Regions from separate parts of the Mus musculus genome. Here region 1 is linked to region 2. Evidence: chromatin contacts called from public Hi-C data. All regions are on one chromosome and are shown on one strand. The core of a region is the stretch at or near the end of the contact, and the rest is flanking DNA. Distances in the headings are between cores, read along the strand shown.

Region 1 (2,703 bases), core at 184-2,683, 200 kb after region 2:
TATGAGTGGTTATCAATTAGTTATAGCTTCTGGGTTGGAAATGTCAGCTGGACTGCTGGGCATGGTGTCACACGTCTTTAATCCCAGCACTCAGGAGGCAGAGGCAGGCAGATTTCTGAGTTCCAGGCCAGCCTGGTCTACAAAGTGAGTTCCAGGACAGCCAGGGCTACGCAGAGAAACCCTGTCTCGAAAAAGAAACAAAGAAAGAAAGAAAGAAAGAAAGAAAGAAAGAAAGAAAGAAAGAAAGAAGGAGGGAGGGAGGGAGGGAGGGAGGGAGGGAGGGAGGAAGGAAGGAAGGAAGGAAGGAAGGAAGGAAGGAAGGAAGGAAGGAAGGAAGAAGGAAATGTCCGCTGGAAACACAGACGTTATTAAAAAGCGAATTATACAAACTCATAGGTACACATATTTGAATCAGAAGCATCACTCATGGGAAACGTTAAGTTTTGCGTGATTGTGTTTTTTGGCTACCATCTGTTCTTCGAGTTATTTCTGTGTGTGGGATTCACACATCAAAAGTTCTATACAAGGATGCAGTCTTAACACTGTATTCAACGTTGTGCCTGTTCGTTTCCAACAACAGTAAGCTTCACCAGAGAAGCTATATTAGCAAAACTGGCAAACACTAGAAACGGGGCAACCTCCCCTGGAAGGCCAGCCAATGGTCTCTGCTCTGAGCTCATTACTAACTCTTCTCTGGATATACAGTTTTTCAGAACTCTGGATGTACTTTCTCAGTCCCTTTACTAAGTAATTTCTAGATAATTAAACTGATCAAATGATTGTCAGCAACAGGTTTATGAGTACAAGGAAATGCCAAACAAGTAAAGAACTGTGAACAGAAGGCCCTCTCCTGGCGCAGTCCGCATAGTTTTATTCTAATGGGTCATAGTGACTGTAGTGACATGTCTTCTCCCTAGTCCCCAAACTATCACATCACATGGTAAGCTACATGAGGCCCCTGGTTTAGTTCCTTGCGATTCAGAGATGTATAGCAAATAAAGGCTCTTTAAATTATGAATTCTTGTCTCATCCTTGATCTCATTGGGAAACAGATAGAGCAGAGTAGATTTCACTGGAGAAACTCGATATTACGGAGACAATAAGCTATGAGGAATAACTCTAAAGATGTAGTGATAGCATTTAAAGGACGTTGGGCTGCCCACAGGAAGGGCAAACTTGGTCAGGAAAATCCCCTGTTCCATTAGGCCTGAGGCTTGTTTGGGAGGGAGTGGTTACAGCTCCCGGGATGGCAGAAGGGGCTACTGGGGTTTCTGGGTCGAAGCTGGTCCACACTCAGCAGACAGGAAGGAAATGAGCCAGCCTGCTGGGTGCGGGCATTCAGCCCATTAAGCAAAGCCACAGAGGAAGTCCTGGTGCTGCTAACGACTCTAAGCCTGGAGCATTCAGTATCAGTACGCTTCAAGTACAACTTTCTGAAGGTGATCATAGGGCTTGATGTGAGCCTATGAGGTCACCGCGTCCACTGGGTACGTGGCTGGATAAAAAAGCCACCACATGTTCTCACCACACACCCACATCATGTACGGAATAATGCAGCAGAAGCCAGAAGGGTAACGCCAAAGCAAAACTGCTCAGAGGAAAAGCATAAAAGAGAGGAAGAAAGAAAGAAAAAAAAAAAAAATCCCTTTTTTTTCTTCAGCGTGTCTCTTGCGCCCTCTATTGGCAAAGTAGATATCTTGCGGCGTTTACAGAGTTGTTTTGTGTTTGGAAGTGAAATTGGCAGTGTTCTCTCTCGATCCTCACTAGGGGGTCTTGGCTGACACATTTGTAAAGTTAGTCCCTCCATTTTGAAATGGTATTTTTCCTTGTCATCTTGCCCTATCAAATTTGTAAGTCGGAAATTCAGCGTTCCCTTGATGACTCTCCAGCGACTTTCTCCATAGCAAACATCTGCCTCAAATAAACTCTCCTTTTTTCTGTCAACCTCAAACTTATGTCATTATCTGTCCTATGAACGACTATATTTATTCCTTGTGAAAAAAGAGATAAGTGCCTGTAGTTCATGAGACATTTCACTTGGCATTTCAGGTAGATAGATATAATCTGTTTATGTTATTATAATTTAAACTGCACTGTAGAGGTAGAATAACAGCTCTGTCAATTAGAAACATTAGGAATTCCATACAAAAATATTGAAATAATATGATAGTCATGATAAAAATAATGATCACAACAAAAACATTCTTAATAGGAAATTGCTTATAACCTGTCAGTAAGATTAAAACTAGGTAGAGGCTCTCAGGGGTTATCACTTCCAAACAGGGGGGAAAACAATCTCTGAAGTCAAAAGTAAAAATCATTTAAGGCTGTGAAAATTATCTTAAGAATAATAAACATGTGTTTGGAGGGAAGAGGGTCTGTAAAGCCATCCAACCCATGGACCATATTAAGACTCAGAAAACATATTAAAGATGTAGGTATTTTCCGCAAGATCTTTGATATTATTTCCAGTGGTTCCTCGTCTGGCTCCCTTTTGTGAATCTTTTCTGCTAAGCCTCTAATCCAAATCTTGTTCTCCAGGTCTCCTTTTCTATCACAGTCTTGTAACCATTCATCTTTATGTGTTGTTAGAGCCCAGTCCTATCCCCTTCCGAGCTTCCGTCCGAAAGAAGATGCTCAGCCATTCTCTACTCCATTACCTTGTGCTTCACTCTGTGTACCTTTGGGGTGGAGCTCTTTCCG
Region 2 (2,700 bases), core at 179-2,678:
GAAAAACAAAACATTTCCAGCTGAGCTTCTCAAAGGGCCTTAGGTCCCTTAAGCTAAAGGCCATTTCTTCTTGATAAGCCAGAACTGCAAATGTTCAAGAAGCAAGACAGTATCTTCAAATGCATCATTTTGGTCAACTCTCCTAAGTCAGCTGAAATTTCACTGGCTTCTTTTGCAAATACTCTGCAATGCCGTCCTTCTTCTCTGTTTTGAGGATTATCCACAGGCTTCAATTTTCTCTGTACTGGCTTATGTGGCAATATGATCTGCCTAAGTTCCTCAATTATTATGTAGGCTTATGTGATATATTCATGTTTATTAGTAGTATGTTTTAATACATTCATTTGCCTTATTGAATTTTAATTGATGCATAATTATATAAATGTGTGTGTGTGTGTGTGTGTGTGTGTGTGTGTGTGTGTGTGTGTTTATGGAATGTAAGGTATAATGGTTTGATGCACATGTACATTGTAAAGTGACTTTCTTAGTTAGGGCTTTACTGCTGTAAACAGACACCATGACCAAGGCAACTCTTAAAAGGACAACATTTAATTGATTCTGACTTACAAGTTCAGAGTTCAGTTCATTATCATCAAGGTGGAAAAATGTCAGCATACAGGCAGGCATGGTGCAAGAGGACCTGATAGTTCTACTTCTTCATCTGAAGGGTGTTAGCAGCTACTTAGTTAACACCTACTTCAGGCAGCTAAGACTAGGGTATTAAAGGCCACACCCACAGTGACACACCTACTCAAAGAAGGCCACATTCCCTGGCTCAAACATATACAAACCATCACAGTGACTAAATAAAGCTAATTAGCATACTTACCTTGCATCTAATTATTTCATTGAGAAATTTTCAGATATGCTATCAGCAATTTAAAAATATATATTATTGCTAAATATAATATTCCTTGAAATTGAAAAGAAGCCACTTCCTTAAAGTAGATGAAGGGTTTTATTCACCAAAGTGTGTATGTAAACTATTTCAAGTCCAGGTGGGTACATAGTATATCATCATACTGTTCTGAAATAAAGAGACGCACATGTTTTTTGCCAAAATTCCTGTAGTTGTGCATGAGGTGCTTGGAATGTGCTGGTTTCTGGCTCAAGAAAGCAGATTGAGTAAGTACATTTAACATGGATAAATTGCTCTGTGGATAATTAGAATGTCAAAGAACCACCATTACAGCACAGACTCGTACCTTCTGATTTATGTCCAGCATCACACTCTCAAAATCCTTTCTGAAAGCCACAGTCTGGGATTTTACTGTCTAATAGTTTCGTGCTTTTATGCATGTGTTATATATCTTTCTGTTGGAATAGAAAGAAGATCTTCATCTTTCTCAGCCTTCCAGCACATGTTCATTCTCTCCTGGAGGCTCATGCGTGGATAATGCACATTGTAAATCCTTGTAGATTCCAAGTTCTCAAAGAACAAAGACAACAAGAGAGCAGAGTGCAGCTCCTTGCTCATCCCTCCCTCCCCAGCACCACCCTGCTTGCCTCACCCAAAGGAACAAACAGAATCATTTGTCCTTGTTATAAAAATGATTGAGCCACTTTTACAAACTTAACTTCAAAGATCCGACTCCTTGTTTTAATTTAATTCGTTATTTCTTTGCTCTCGTGGTCAATAAATCAAGTCATGAGCCACTAAAAGCTTCTGAGATACTAAATGCTTGAGGTTTGCTTTTCAGTGAACTTTTATGTTTCATTTCAATTTGGAGAGAAACCACTTGATGCTTGCTTCATCAATGGGTGAAACATACCGTACCCTTTTGAAAAGTGTATTTTATTTAACCATAAATAAAAGTTTCAAGGTACAGAGAGCTCAGTTAGAGGTTCTATGTTTATGTATCTGTTCCCTATCACACTGCCAAAGATTGACTTCAAAGTTTCTTCTCTACTCATATGGGGGGAAAAAAACTCCAACTATTCAAACTTTCCTAAGAATTAATTAAGCACATGACCACTATAAACTAAGAGGAAAAATAAGTCCAAATAATATGAAGAAAAACCTGCATATGTGACCCATAAAATGTGACATGATAGCACGTTCTCTGTGGCAAGCTGTTTAAACAAGCTCATAGTTTATGTAGATTTTTTTCTGTTTATTTTCAGTACATTCTCAGTGTGTTCTAGTCTACACAGGTGGCTCACTGTACTACCTACAACAGGGGTTCTCCACCTGTGGCTAGTGACCCTTTTGGCAGTCTAATGACTCTTCAGTCTTATATCATATAGTTTGCACATCAGATATCTACATTGTTATTCATTTCAGTTGCAAAATTCCAATTATGAAGTAGCAATCTTTATGGTTTGGGGGGTCGCAATAAAATGCAGAAGTGTATTAAAGGGTCACAGTGTTAGGAAGCTTAAGAATCACTGACCAAAAGCTAGCTTAGAAGATCAATTTTACCTAGAATAGGCCTTGGGCCTTAGGAAACTGTTCTGGAGTGCTCTACGTGAAGTGGAGTTGGGATAAAGCTATCACATATTACAATAAACGTTCTCATGAGAAAACTTTGCAATCAATTTTATTCCTGACATTTGAGAATTCCTGTTGAAGTTTCATCAAAATTAAAGACTTAGAAACACAGAAATGCCGCTGGAGCAATGGCTCAGTGATTAAGAACACACATACAAGTCATAGAGAATACCTTTGCGCATATCTTAACACAGACATAGGGGATTGAC

Evidence for each region. A called contact is a pair of places that touch in the nucleus more often than the background predicts.
Region 1: a contact with region 2 is called in a Hi-C map of uterus. The contact joins two enhancer-like sites. A contact is called at or near these places in 1 of 15 datasets of contacts at CTCF or cohesin (large pre-B cells) and 5 of 484 Hi-C or Micro-C datasets (LSK cells and uterus).

What each region holds. Positions count from the first base shown.
Region 1 is chr3:81,781,753-81,784,455 of GRCm38.p6, forward strand. No RefSeq gene overlaps it. Among named protein-coding and RNA genes, the nearest start is that of A830029E22Rik, 19 kb to the right of the region's middle. Within about 2 kb of position 1,434, at least 126 of the 459 cell types and tissues checked have an H3K27ac peak or open chromatin away from gene starts, as enhancers often do. A contact at or near this core is called in uterus, where this site is marked.
Region 2 is chr3:81,582,388-81,585,087 of GRCm38.p6, forward strand. No RefSeq gene overlaps it. Among named protein-coding and RNA genes, the nearest start is that of Gm52636, 46 kb to the right of the region's middle. Within about 2 kb of position 1,429, at least 6 of the 459 cell types and tissues checked have an H3K27ac peak or open chromatin away from gene starts, as enhancers often do. A contact at or near this core is called in uterus, where this site is marked.